Linked DNA regions of Mus musculus: region 1 is linked to region 2. The links are chromatin contacts, called in public HiChIP or PLAC-seq maps. All regions are on one chromosome and are shown on one strand. The core of a region is the stretch at or near the end of the contact, and the rest is flanking DNA. Distances in the headings are between cores, read along the strand shown. Region 1 overlaps Gm32840 (a long non-coding RNA gene). Region 2 has its middle 5.1 kb from the start of Gm41392.

Evidence for each region. HiChIP or PLAC-seq counts read pairs in DNA pulled down with a chosen protein or histone mark.
Region 1: a contact with region 2 is called in an H3K27ac HiChIP or PLAC-seq map of embryonic stem cells, with 5 times the contacts expected there. The contact joins two enhancer-like sites. A contact is called at or near these places in 1 of 39 promoter capture datasets (liver), 1 of 15 datasets of contacts at CTCF or cohesin (the NIH/3T3 cell line) and 4 of 115 datasets of contacts at active chromatin or transcription factors (cardiomyocytes, embryonic stem cells and epiblast stem cells).

Annotation. Positions count from the first base shown.
Region 1 is chr15:97,054,962-97,061,017 of GRCm38.p6, reverse strand. The region is part of intron 1 of Gm32840 (a long non-coding RNA gene); the gene reads right to left. It overlaps Slc38a4 (solute carrier family 38, member 4), which reads left to right and starts at 5,062. Exons shown (of 16, transcript NM_027052.3): 1 at 5,062-5,163. Within about 2 kb of position 1,382, at least 14 of the 459 cell types and tissues checked have an H3K27ac peak or open chromatin away from gene starts, as enhancers often do. A contact at or near this core is called in embryonic stem cells, where this site is marked.
Region 2 is chr15:96,486,252-96,492,568 of GRCm38.p6, reverse strand. No RefSeq gene overlaps it. Among named protein-coding and RNA genes, the nearest start is that of Gm41392, 5.1 kb to the left of the region's middle. Within about 2 kb of position 3,203, at least 74 of the 459 cell types and tissues checked have an H3K27ac peak or open chromatin away from gene starts, as enhancers often do. A contact at or near this core is called in embryonic stem cells, where this site is marked.

The DNA of each region.
Region 1 (6,056 bases), core at 133-2,632, 570 kb before region 2:
TATGTGTTGGCCAGAGGTCAATCTCCGGTGTGTTCTCAATTCCACGCTACCTTATTTTTTTTAGATAGCATTTCCCATTCAATGTAGAGCTTACAAAATTCAGTTGTACTGGATGACCAGCAAACCCCAGGCTCCTCCTGTCTTTTGGGCTCCCCTACATTGGGCTTCCAAGCGATGCCTGCTCTCTCATTGTGGGTTTTCAGGATGAGGCAAACACTTTCCCCGCTGAGCCATCTCCCTGGGCGTGGAATAAACTTTCTCACCTTGAAAGAGTGGATAGGATAGTGACTAGGCATGCTGGGATTGGTACAGGCCATTTAAGCTAAGTTAGGGCAGTGTCCCAACGTCACATTTCATTGGAAGTACTTCTCTACCAAACGGCAATCAAAGCTGTGTGAAGGGTGTGTGTAGCCAAAGAGTAGGATTCTGTATCGTCAGATCATCTCAAAGGGAGAGCCTGGGAGGCCGAGGGATGAGTTTATAGAGAGAAGGAAGACTCAAATGGATGAGGACACTTGGGATTATAGTCAGACACCAAAACTTCAGCCATCTTGACACTTGCTGATCCGGTCCGTTGAATAGGAATGGTCAAGTTTACCTGCTCGGACTCCCCCACTAGTTACTACGAATGCAATGGACAGCGCGAACATTGGTTTCGTTACAAGCTATAAGCTGAGCCACGAGCTGAGGTATGACTTTGTCCTTTACTCATTAAATATTGCAGGATCTTGCAACACATCTTTCCTAACGCACAGCATGCTGCAATATGCCAGCACGGGTTTAAGAACAGTCGTGGGCCTGACCATCAATCACAGTTTCAAATCGACCCTCTCATGTTTCCGCTTGCTTGTTTAAGGTTTAGAGGAGTTCTCCCTCTGCTCTGCATGTCTCGCCCTTCTTAAAACTGGGACACCCAAGGTCTCCGCATCAGACCAAATTCAGCCAGGCTCTCTCCAGGTAGGCTTCTTATAGCTACCAAACCACCCCCGAACTCCCTGTAGTCCGTTGAGGTAAAAAGTTGTTCTTCCCTTACTTTTCACATCAATAGAAGATTCTCTATCAGGAAGAACCCTAACCCTGCCCCCTCCCAGCAACCCCGCATACGTACACCAGTGAGATCATTTCCCCTCAGATGGCAAAGAGAATGACCTGACAGTGAACTATGATGCTCAGGGTGACGAGGCCACCCAGGCAGCCTGACAGGAAGGCAGAAATGAAACCAGAGTCTCTCTTTTACCGAATTTGGAAACACTCGCTTGCCAGGCTCTGGGGAGAGTAAGGAGAGGGCGCCTGAACAGGAGCCATGTTCTTCCTGCTCCAGAGCCCTTGACTCCAGGGGGAGGGGCTGAGTGCTCCCTCCATCTCTGGAGCACTATCCAGACAGAGCTCCCTCTCACAGGCATGCAAGCACGCCTGAGCTACAGCTAGGTAAACAAGTCCGACGGCCCCACCCCATCCGCCATTTTCCTCCTTAGTGAAGTTTCTCTCCAGTATGGTTGTGTCCCTTCACACACGCTTGTGTCACGCTTTGGCGAAAATATTTTCCCCTACCAAATTACAACCTCTACAAGGACAGGGCTGTGCCTGTTCACTCCTGTCCCCTCGTACCTGTACATTAGGAGGCACCCAATCAAAGTCTGCCAAATCGTATGGTTTGGGGGAGGGGGGTCACAATACACAAATATGGGGCTATTTATAGGCAGAGGCTAGAAGAGAATGACCCCCTCGAGGGAAGGCAGCACCTTAAAGTTGTGACTACTCACAGGGTTCCCTTATGCAAACCCATGAGCCCTCAGTCCGGCCAAGAGCGTTCTTCCCAGATGCCCCACTCCCCAAGCTTGCCGTAGGCGCACAGCCATTTGTTTATGGGCTCTTGAAGGCTAGCCCGGGAGGATGGTGATGAGAGACCAGGACAGCCTTGTGCTGTCTCTTTTTCCCCTAACGGCTTTATCAGAGGTGAGGCAGAAAGGACACTGGCCTCCGGGGAAACAGAATAGGGAATTCTGGTAGGTCGGTAGCAGTTGCATGGAGGGGCACAGAGGCAATTCTTTGAGCTTTGTGTAGGCTGGGCGATTTCCCCCTTCCTACTGAAGTCGTATAAGCTCCCCCCCCCCAACCCCAACCCCAACAATCCCCACCACAAAACCACCGTGGCACTAACATGGCACTCAGGCTTGAACGGTGAGAAATGAGGTGAAACTGACAGCTGGAACCCATAGCAAGGGGTTCCAGGAAGAGGGGAAACAGCAGTGGAAAGCCACCGGTCTTAGGAAGCTAGGGGCCAGTGAGAGCTTTAGAACGCCAGCAGTTAGGACACGCATGGCGGATGGCCCAAGGGTTAGATGGCCCGAGGGTTAGAGCCAGAAAGGAGAGTGAAGGTCTTAGTCGTTTGACTGCTTGGTTGTCTGCACGTAGAGTCGCTTACAGACCTTTGAGGAGAGACATTTTAGCTGGTGAAGCTTTACAGAGTGTGAGCAGCCCCCCACTGAATCTTACTTCACTTGCTCCAACACCCACAGTTTCTTTTCTTTTGTCACTAGGTAAGCTTGTGATAGTGTCTGAACAAGGTATGTTCCAGGCAAGCGGTATCAACAATTTTTGTCTGTTTTTTTTTTTTCTTCAGAAAAATCAAGTCTCTAGAATGGAACTAATTTGTCCCTGTGGGGTGACCATAAAATCATGGTAGAGGGTGTCTTCTCCAAAGGCAGAGCATGATCTCACGCGAAACCAAAATGCGTGTCAGTGAGGTCCCACGAGAAGCTTCATAGGACTGGCCACTCAGCTTCCTGCCCCTTAGAACACTGGTTTCCATGACCCCGGAGGAACCAGGTCACGGCTACATGGCCTTTCCTGGTCAATTTTCACAGCAGAGAGACAACCAGGCTTTTCAGTTGTGTCTGGCGTCTCCACATTACTCTGGGACCTTCTGCAACTCCAGTGAAGTGCAGTCCCCACCAAAGATGAGCGGATTGCACTTGAATCGGAATGCCAATGCTTTATAGATAAAATTAGCATAATTTCCCCTCAGCCCATAACCTGACTCGTAGTTCCAGCATATATAAATGAATAACACGTAGTTTCCTATTACACCAGGCAATGAACCATAGCTTTTGATTTTTTTTTTTTTTTTTTTTTTTGGTATGAGCTAAGGTGATTAAATAAATAGTTTATTTACAAGTTAGCTGGAGAGATGACTCAGTGTTTAAGAGCACTTGCTGCTCTTCCAGAGGACCTGAGTTTGATTCCCAGCACTCATGTGGTGGCTCACAACTCCCTGTAATCGTAGTTTCATGGGATCCGACACTACCTTCTAGCTTGAGAGCACCAGACACGCCCATGTTAGGTGTATGTGCAGGCAGAATTCCCATACACGTAAAATAAATACTTTTTAAAAAATTAAAAAGGACAAGAAAGGAAAGATGGATGCTAGGATTCCTGGTTTTGAAAAGTTGGGCAGTTATACATCTCTCGGGCATGAGCTGCTGGCATGAAGGAACTATTTGCTTTCAGCCATGTTTTTTCCCCACTGATATTCTGTTTATGGGCTTGCCTTGGCTTCTCCTGTGTCTCAGGTCAGGCCCTGAGAGATAGAAATCTTTCTCCTGCCTCAAATCCTTTTATTGTGGTCCAGCCATTATGACCTGCTAGTAGCTTACTACATACACTCCTTACGTGTTATTAAAGAGGCAATGGTGAGATAGCACAGTATAAATAAAACCCAATTTCAACAAGCTGAAGGGGACTTTAAAATTATTCTGTTATATTCTAACTCCACAAAATTGAACTTCTTGCCAGGAGAAACCAAAAGGGTGTATATATCATATTTGACCAGGATTGCTAACCTACTCTCGTGAAACTAAATATTTCTTATATATATTGTGCTTTTGGGGGGGGGGTGGTACAAAATCATGCTGTGGTAGAAGTTATATATTCTTCTGTTGCTACCCTTCTGTTGAACTGTTTTGTATAATCTGAGGTGTGTGTGTGTGTGTGTGTGTGTGTGTGTGTGTGTGTGTGTGTGTGAGAGAGAGAGAGAGAGAGAGAGAGAGAAGAGAGAAAGACAGAGACAGAGACACACATAGAGACAAGAGACATAGAGAGATCTATCACTGATGGAACGTTTTGAGTGTTCCTTATTAGCATGCAGATGTTTCTGTTGTTACATTGTTTTCTTTCTGAAGTGCCGCCATGTTCTAGTACTGTTCTAATACAGGAGCTATGAAATGGGAAGAGCTAAGTGTCCTTCCTGAAGACAGACAGTTAGACCGGCAGCTCTTCATAATTTACGTTGGGCGCGTGAGAGTTCCAAAAGCCCTGTCTGTGTCCCTGGTGGGTCTGTTAAATCTTCAGAGGCCACTTCTCCACCAGTGAACCCCTTCTGCCAAAAAAGAATGGCAACTTTTATTAAATAAACACGGACCTTCTTTGAAGCGGGAACTATGCTTAGTGTCAGAAAATGGTTTTATCAGAAAATGGTTCCATATACATATTTTTCCTTAAGACCCTCCTAGCGAGCAGAAAATGTAGTTTATTATAGCTTCCTTTGTACTCAGAATCATATTTAAACTAGGACCCCATAAGAGAATTACAGGAAAGGTTCACAAGTGGGTGACGGCAAGGTTGCCCTTGTATTGCATAGAGATTTTTACTGTGACCACCATATTCTATTTGTTTGCTTTGTGTTATGTGGTGACAGTAAGCTGTGTAGTCCGTGAAAAAGTTGTTTGTCGAATACTCTACACTGACTACTTTTACCTACTTAACGATGTAGATATATCCTGCACACAGGAAAATCCCCCCAAATAAAGAAACTTCACAGTCGAAAATGAACTCACACCAAACTCTTTGGTAACAAGACCCAGGGCGGGTGGAGGGGCCTCCATTGCTCTCTGGGCTCCAGGCTTCCCTCTAAAAGGACAGCTGGACAGCTAGACTCCACCTGGAAAGATGTTTCTGTTGACAGATCAGGTTCCTGCACTGCTATTGGTGGCTAGGCTGGAAGGGAGGGTCCTCAAGAAAGGAGATCGAGATGCTGCCCCCTATCACAGGATGGAAATTTCCACTCTTTGGGAAGCCAATAGAGAAGACGGAAGGGTCTCCCGGTCTAACCCTTGCCGCCACATCCATTGGATTCCAACCCGAAGAGGGTAGACAGAAAGGCGGGTGAGTTAAATGTGGTATATTTTCTCTTAAAAAACGACTCAGCGTGGAATTTTAGGGCTAGATCCTAACTTGTGTGTGTGTGTGTGTGTGTGTGTATGTTTGCGCGTGTGTGCGCGCGTGTATGTGTGTGCCCCCGCGCGCGCGTGGGGACAAGCGCACGTGGGGCATTCAGGTCTCGGAACTGTGTAGGGTCAAAATTTGTTGGTTGTACCTTAGAACTACAGGCTAACTGGGTTATTTCAGTGACTAGAAGTGAAGTAAACCAGGGCAGGCGGAGGGGATAGCTTGAGGGGCTTTTTTTGAAGGCTCCTATTCGAACTGTGCCTGCGTGGCCGTCTCCAGAGACTGGTGTGGGCTTGCCGACTGGAGGTCTATTGGCTCTGAGATTTTTGTTGTGGGACCTCCTTGAACGATAGCAGCTGCCTTATAAAGAGGGTCTCACCCTTCCTAGGATCTGGCTCCTCACCCTTGGGGATCGTGCCCACTAGGTGCTACCCGAGTTGCTGGAAGTGTGCCTATGACCCCCCGCCCGCCGGAGGTGGTGGGGGAACACGGGTTCAGGGTTTAAAATAGACTCGCTGGTCTCTTGATAGTTGGTAGTTGAATTTCCTGACTGTAAGCATGCTCCCGTTGTTAAATTGCCTTACGGCGAGCAGATCAGCATGCTCCCGGAGTGCGAACTCTAAGGCTTGGGGACTCTAAGGAGTCCCAAGAGCCTGGAGCAAAGTGAGAATTTGATTTAGAGCCGAGACTGCTTCCCACATGGTGGGATCGGGGATCCGCCACACCCAACAGCTCGTAGGCGCCGAAACCCCGCGGTAGGGTGGGGGTCGCGGGCATGAATGGAGGACTTCAGAGGAGAGGGAAACTGACCGTGGAGTAGTTGGGAGGAG
Region 2 (6,317 bases), core at 1,954-4,453:
GGCGGGCCTGGTGGAGGCGGGCCTGGTGGAGGCGGGCCTGGTGGAGGTGAGCTTTCCGTGGTATATTTTGCCAGGATTCCCCTCCAGCTGCTACAGAATGGGACTCTTTGCTCTACTGAGATGTTTCTGCTTTGCCACAGGCTGAAAAAGCCACAAAACCAGTCAACTGTGAGCTGAAAAGTCTACAACCAAGAGCTTTAATGGCTTTCGTCTGTAAACTAATTTGCTCACATGTGTTGTCATGGTGACGAAAAAGAAAACTATTTTTCAGTGTCAGTGGAATTGGAGGCCAAGTCTTGTGTGGCACACACTGGTTCTGAATACATATGCGGCTTAGCTGAAGATAACCTTGAACTCCTGACCATCCAGCCTCCATCTCCTGAGTTTGCATGGTCTCTTGTTCAAAGACAATCTCTTAACAGCTAAGAAGCAGCAGAGACCATAACAAAACAAAGAATGTGCACAAAGACTTAAATCGCCCCCCCCCCCCCCACCACACCACTCCAAACCGGAGGGAGTCCCGATTAGCATCTAGAGCCTCTGGACATAAAGTAATTATCCTGTCACTTGAGCAGTTCCAGAGACGGCCTTCCAGAGTCCACATTCCCAGGCAGCAGATGGAGCTGTAATAATAAGCTGTGTGGCTTCCAGACTCCGTTTTAAAAAACTCTTTCAAAGTGGCTTTCATCCTAATTTCCTTCTTATTTCTACACTTACGAGAGAAAAAAAAAAGATGAATCACACGTTAGACTGATCTACAGTGATATTCACAGTAAGAGAAGGTCATTCCTGTTCGCTGGGACCAAGCACTCTGACCTTTTCTGTGCTTCAGCAAGGAAAACCTTCCCAAGCTTGGATGGGTTGGTTAGTCTGAGCTGAAGAGGTCAGCTCAGGGACTTTGGAAAATTCCACCAGACCCCTCCCCTCCTGGAAGAGAGAGGCCATTGAGCTCCTAGGTATAAAGAAAGCCCAGAGCAAGTAAACACATTCCTCAGAGTGCAGGGACCGTTGGACCCCCACAGTCAAGGAAAGCCCTTGATACCTCAGTCCCTAAATACTTTAAAGTTTAAAGGGCACACTGTTCCACCAATCATATTGTGCCTGGTTGCTGCTGCTCTGAAAACTGTATAAAAACTCACCGAATGGGCTGCGTGCACGAGGTCGCCACCTCTCCTTCAGGTGTAGGGTGATCCCAACACGTTGGAACAATAAATTCCTCTTGCTCTTTGCATCCATCCCCAGCTCTGAGGTGTTCACTCAGGGGGTCCCCGGTAAGCTAAAGCTTGTCAGAGTCTTCCAGAGCCAAAGCCAAAAGACAAGGAAAGTGGCTTAGACATCCATGGAGAGAATGGTTTTATGTAATTATCCTCCCTTCACTAGGAAGCTAAGCTGTGTGTTAATGGAGAGGAATAGTCCCTTCTCCACGGGGAAGCTAAGCTACTTCAGATAACTACTCTCTAAGTAAAAGAGATTTTGCGTGACTGCCGCACCCGGGGATCCATCCCATAATCAGCCACCAAACGCAGACACTATTGCATTTGCCAGCAAGATTTTGCTGAAAGGACTCTGATATAGCTGTCTCTTGTGAGGCTATGCTGGGGCCTGGCAAACACAGAAGTGGATGCTCACAGTCAGCTATCGGATGGAACACAGGGCCCCCAATGGAGGAGCTGGAGAAAGTACCCAAGGAGCTGAAGGGGTCTGCAACCCTATAGGTAGAACAACAATATGAACTAACCAGTATCCCCAGAGCTCGTGTCTCTAGCTGCATATGTAGCAGAAGATGGCCTAGTCGGCCATCAGTGGGAGGAGAGGCCCTTGGTCTTGCAAACTTTATATGCCCCAGCACAGGGGAACACCAGGGCCAAGAAGTGGGAGTGAGTGGGTAGGGGAGGGGGTATAGGGGACTTTTGGGATAGCATTTGAAATGTAAATGAAGAAAATACCTAATAAAAAATTGGGGGGAAAAGATTTTGCTAAAGAGCTAGTGGATGGAACCCAAAAGGGTGAGGTGGAAATCATGGTACCATTAAAAACAAATTGTTAAACATCTAGGTAACCACAACGGTCACCGACTGCGTGCAATACTAATTCGAGAAATATAAAATGGTGAAAATACATTAAAAACCAGAGGGGAGTAATGAGAACCTTCTTATCTCTCCAGGAGCTGAATAAACACACAATTATATCAGACACTATGACAGCATGCTAACAGTTTAGGAGTGATAAACAAAACACTAGATACAGAATGTAAAAAAAAAAAGTCCTTATTAGTGGGGGTGGAGCTAAGGATGTGGGGGTGGAGTCTCTAGCACTGTGACTAGTCAGTGCTAGAGAACCTTGCTGTGACTGGTGAAATTCTTTGACTCAGGTGCTGTGGTCTCACGGGTACTCCTGGCTGCTCTGAGGTCTGAATTTACAGGATCACTGGAGGAGGAGGAGGACTCCTCTCCCTCCCCTCCCCTCCCCTCCCCTCCCCTCCCCTCCCCTCCCCTCCCCCTCCCTCTCCTCTGTCCTCCCCTCCCTGTGCCCTGAATAAACTCTCTTCTATACTATAAAGTCATGTCTAGTCCCTCACAGAGAAGGGATGTCTCAGTATGGGCCCACAGAGGCACTCCCTTCCCCCACACCAAACATTCCTTCTCTCCTTCTCTTTTTATAAAACACAACAGTAGAGGGAATTTGGAAAGTAATATCCAAATTATTATTGCTAAAAAAAATTATTACTACCACACTGACGGTTTTTTGAAGCAATGCAAGCTAGGGGTTGGGGAGATGGGGAGTGGTCAGGAGCACTGGCTCTCCTAGCATAGGATGACAGTTCAGTTCCCACTACCACAGAGCTCACAGCCATCCATAGAGGGCTCCGTCCAGAGGATACGATACCTTCCTCTGGCCTCCGGGGGCACTGTATGCAAGTCCCACACAGACACACACGTGGACAAAACACTTATACACATTAATTACGACTAGATATATCTTTTAAAATGCAAACTCACGAAAATCTAAGGTGCATATCAAAACTCAGGCTCTACATCAGACTCTGAGAGCAGAAGCTCATCAGAGGGGGAAATGGCATCGTTGTATCGCTCTATTCAAGGAACTCTATCTAAATTCAAAACCCGCGGTTGGATAAGCAGCCTGTTTAAAAGACGTCTAAATTATCCAGGGTGTGCAATGCTTGCTTCCGCAACAAGGACCTTTTTTTGCCTTCACACACTGCGCTTTAAACTTCGTTCTGGAACTGTCTGGAAGGTGCCAAATACCAATAGCCTCTGGCTGCTCGTAAAATATTTAGAAAATATTCCATAAAAATCTCCAAACAGCAGCTGAGCTACTACATAATTGAGCAACTGGAAAACCGACTTTTACTCTCGTGATCAGGGGGTGGCAGGGATGAGTCTTCCAGAGCCCTGCAGGCAAACAGTGGGAGTGAGAGAGCCAGCGAGTGGGTGTGGCTCAGGGTCTAAGAGCCTCAGGACACAACTGGCCCTGCTTTGTTTCCCACGGGATTTGGGGCCAGAACTGTTTCCTGAGCTCATCATTTCTGCAAAATGGCACTTGGCTCCCCAGGGTCTCCTCCTTTTTTTTTTTTTTTTCTCGTTAATTTGTAGCAGCTTGTGGATGTTGGAGAGGGTGTGGATTTCCTTTGCATTGGTCAATAAGCAACTGTCTTCAGGCAGAATTGTTTGGCAGATTTATTTATTTATTTATTTATTTATTTTTATTTAGAGTACCTGGTTTTTAATTTTTCTAAGTCCTGGCCCTGAGACTCAGTTTCACTGTTCTAATATGAAAAGCACAATTTCTAGAAAGGGAGAATGGCTCAGTGGGTAAAGGTCCTTGTGGCCAAGCCCGACAGGCAGAGAGACAAACCTCCAGAACCCATAAAAGGAGGAAAGAGCTCACTCCTGTAAGTTGTTTTCTGAGTTCCACGTACGCACCACAGCGTGCGTTCCACACACAAGCAAGCAAATCAATAAATACTAAAAACAGGAAGGGGCAGAAAAGAGACAAGCAAGGTCAGCTTTGCACAGCTGTGTTCCAATATGTTTACGTTATATTCCGTGGGCACACGCAGGAGAACGGCTGGGTTTGTTCGTTTTTGATTTGTGTTTTGTGTTTCATTTGGGACAGGGTTTCTCGGTGTAGCTCCGGCTGTCCTGGAACCCACCAGGCTGCCAGGCATGATCTGTTATCCTCGCCTGGAGTACTGGCTAGAAGCAAGCTCTTGAAACAGGCAAGGTCCCGCTGGCATTTCCCATCTCTTCTTTGCCACCGGTGTTGGCCTCGAGGGAAATAACTGTTATCATATAAAGATGCAGGGGGTAGAAAGTCTCTGCCTGTTACCAAGAACTGGGTTAGAGGCGCATGGTTATACGACGCAGCCGTTCCATTGCTCAACGAGGCTCTTTCTTTTATGCTTTATGCTTATGATAAGGTCTCGCTGAGTGGCCCACACCAGCCCTTTTCAGCTCTCTTGCTGGTCAGCCTGTTCTGGCATTCTTTGTCTCTAACTCTCCTGTGACCTCCATACCCAGCCAGCAAGTACATGGGTGCTGGGGACCTGAACTCCTGTCCTTACACTTGGGGGGAAGCGCTTTACCTGCTGAGCCATCGGCTCAGCTCTGTTTTGTTTTGTTTTGTTTTGTTGTTTTGTTTTGGTTTTTTGATTTTTTTTGTTTGTTTTTTTCCAATTCTTCTCTTTAACTGGGCCACATACTATAAGCCGCTTCAAAACTACCGTCCCCTTTTACCCCTTAATAGCTATATACTTTTATAATCAAGTGCTACAATCTATGTTTTGATTAAAAGTGTAGTCTATTTGTATTTATTTTGACTATGGGAAAGATGAATTTAATTTCTTCTACCTTAATTTCACCTCCCATATGTGGTTTTTCGTCTTGCTTTTCTCTATTATTTTATCATTCTATTAAAATGAGTTCTGGTTTTTGCCCTGACTCCACCCCCACACCCCTGGCTCCACCCTCACATTACTGACTCCACCCTCACACCCCTGACTCCACCCTCACATTACTGACTCCACCTGGAGTGGCCAGGGATGTGGGGGTGGAGCTCTCTAGCAGTGACCGGTCACAGCGGTCACAGAGTGGCTCTCTAGCACTGAATAGTCGCAGTGTGGTTCTCTAGCACAGACTAGTTACTCACATTCGTTCTCTCTCAGAATCTGCTCTCTCCCGATGTCTCAAGTCGCTTTTCCGACCACTATAATCTGCCTACCCACATTTTCCCTTGCTAACATAGTGCCTGCATTCATCAAGTTCAGAAAAGTAAGCTGGTGTGCTGGATTCTGGCCAACTGCAGAGAACGTCTCTGCAGCTGCTGGGAGACTGTAGGAGACAGCCTTGTAACATCTCTGCGCAACTGGCGACATACACAAATGGTTTTAAAGTCTTGAGTTATTCCTGAAGCAAGTAAGCACGTCTCCATCTGCTTCATTGTTACTGTGACACTAAAGAAAATAATTTATATGGAAACTATATATGTGAATATATATATATATATATACATACATACATACATGTACATGTATATATGACATGATATTATCATTTCAGCCAAAGGCTCACATTTCTGAAACAGCCAGAAGTATAGGAAATTAGATGGAGTGGTCCAAGATGAAGTCATGTACATAATTTCCAGAGAAGGAGACTGCCACGCCTAGGTCATACACCTCTTCTTTGAGTTGGGGATTTGCATCAAAAAACCAAGCGCAGTCTATACGCCATGCGTCTGTAAGGAAACGGAGGCAGAAGAGCCGAACTGATGACAGAACTTCCATTGACTTCTCTTAATTAACTCACTCCAGGGAAGCAAATGTAATCTGCTCTCCCTAGAGCCTCCCAATGTGTCAGAAGTCTATGTGTTTTCATTACACGAATTGCTTCACCAGCGGCCACAGTGGGAAGCCCCAGCGCTTTGCAAACCTGCATTGATGCAACAATTTATTTGGAAGCCAATAAGAGGAAGAGTCAGCCCAGAAAGTGTAATGGACCCAGCTTGAACTTCTAGCCAACACCATTGAGCACCTGTTAGTGATCGTAAAGAAGTTAGAGGCGCTAGAACACACTGTACTGCATCCGATGCCCGGCGGCCACGGTGAATTTATGCTTAGCCCCCTAAGCACATTAGGCTTACATTCTCGTGCAATTTCCACACCTTCTCTACATGCTGTACATTCTCCACAAGTTAGCCTCAGAAAAGCAGACCTTCCCCCCACAGGACTCACAAAGGCATTCAGGGTGTCCCAAAATTTGAAAGGAACTAGGGTCAATAAATTAGGGGATGTAGAGAGG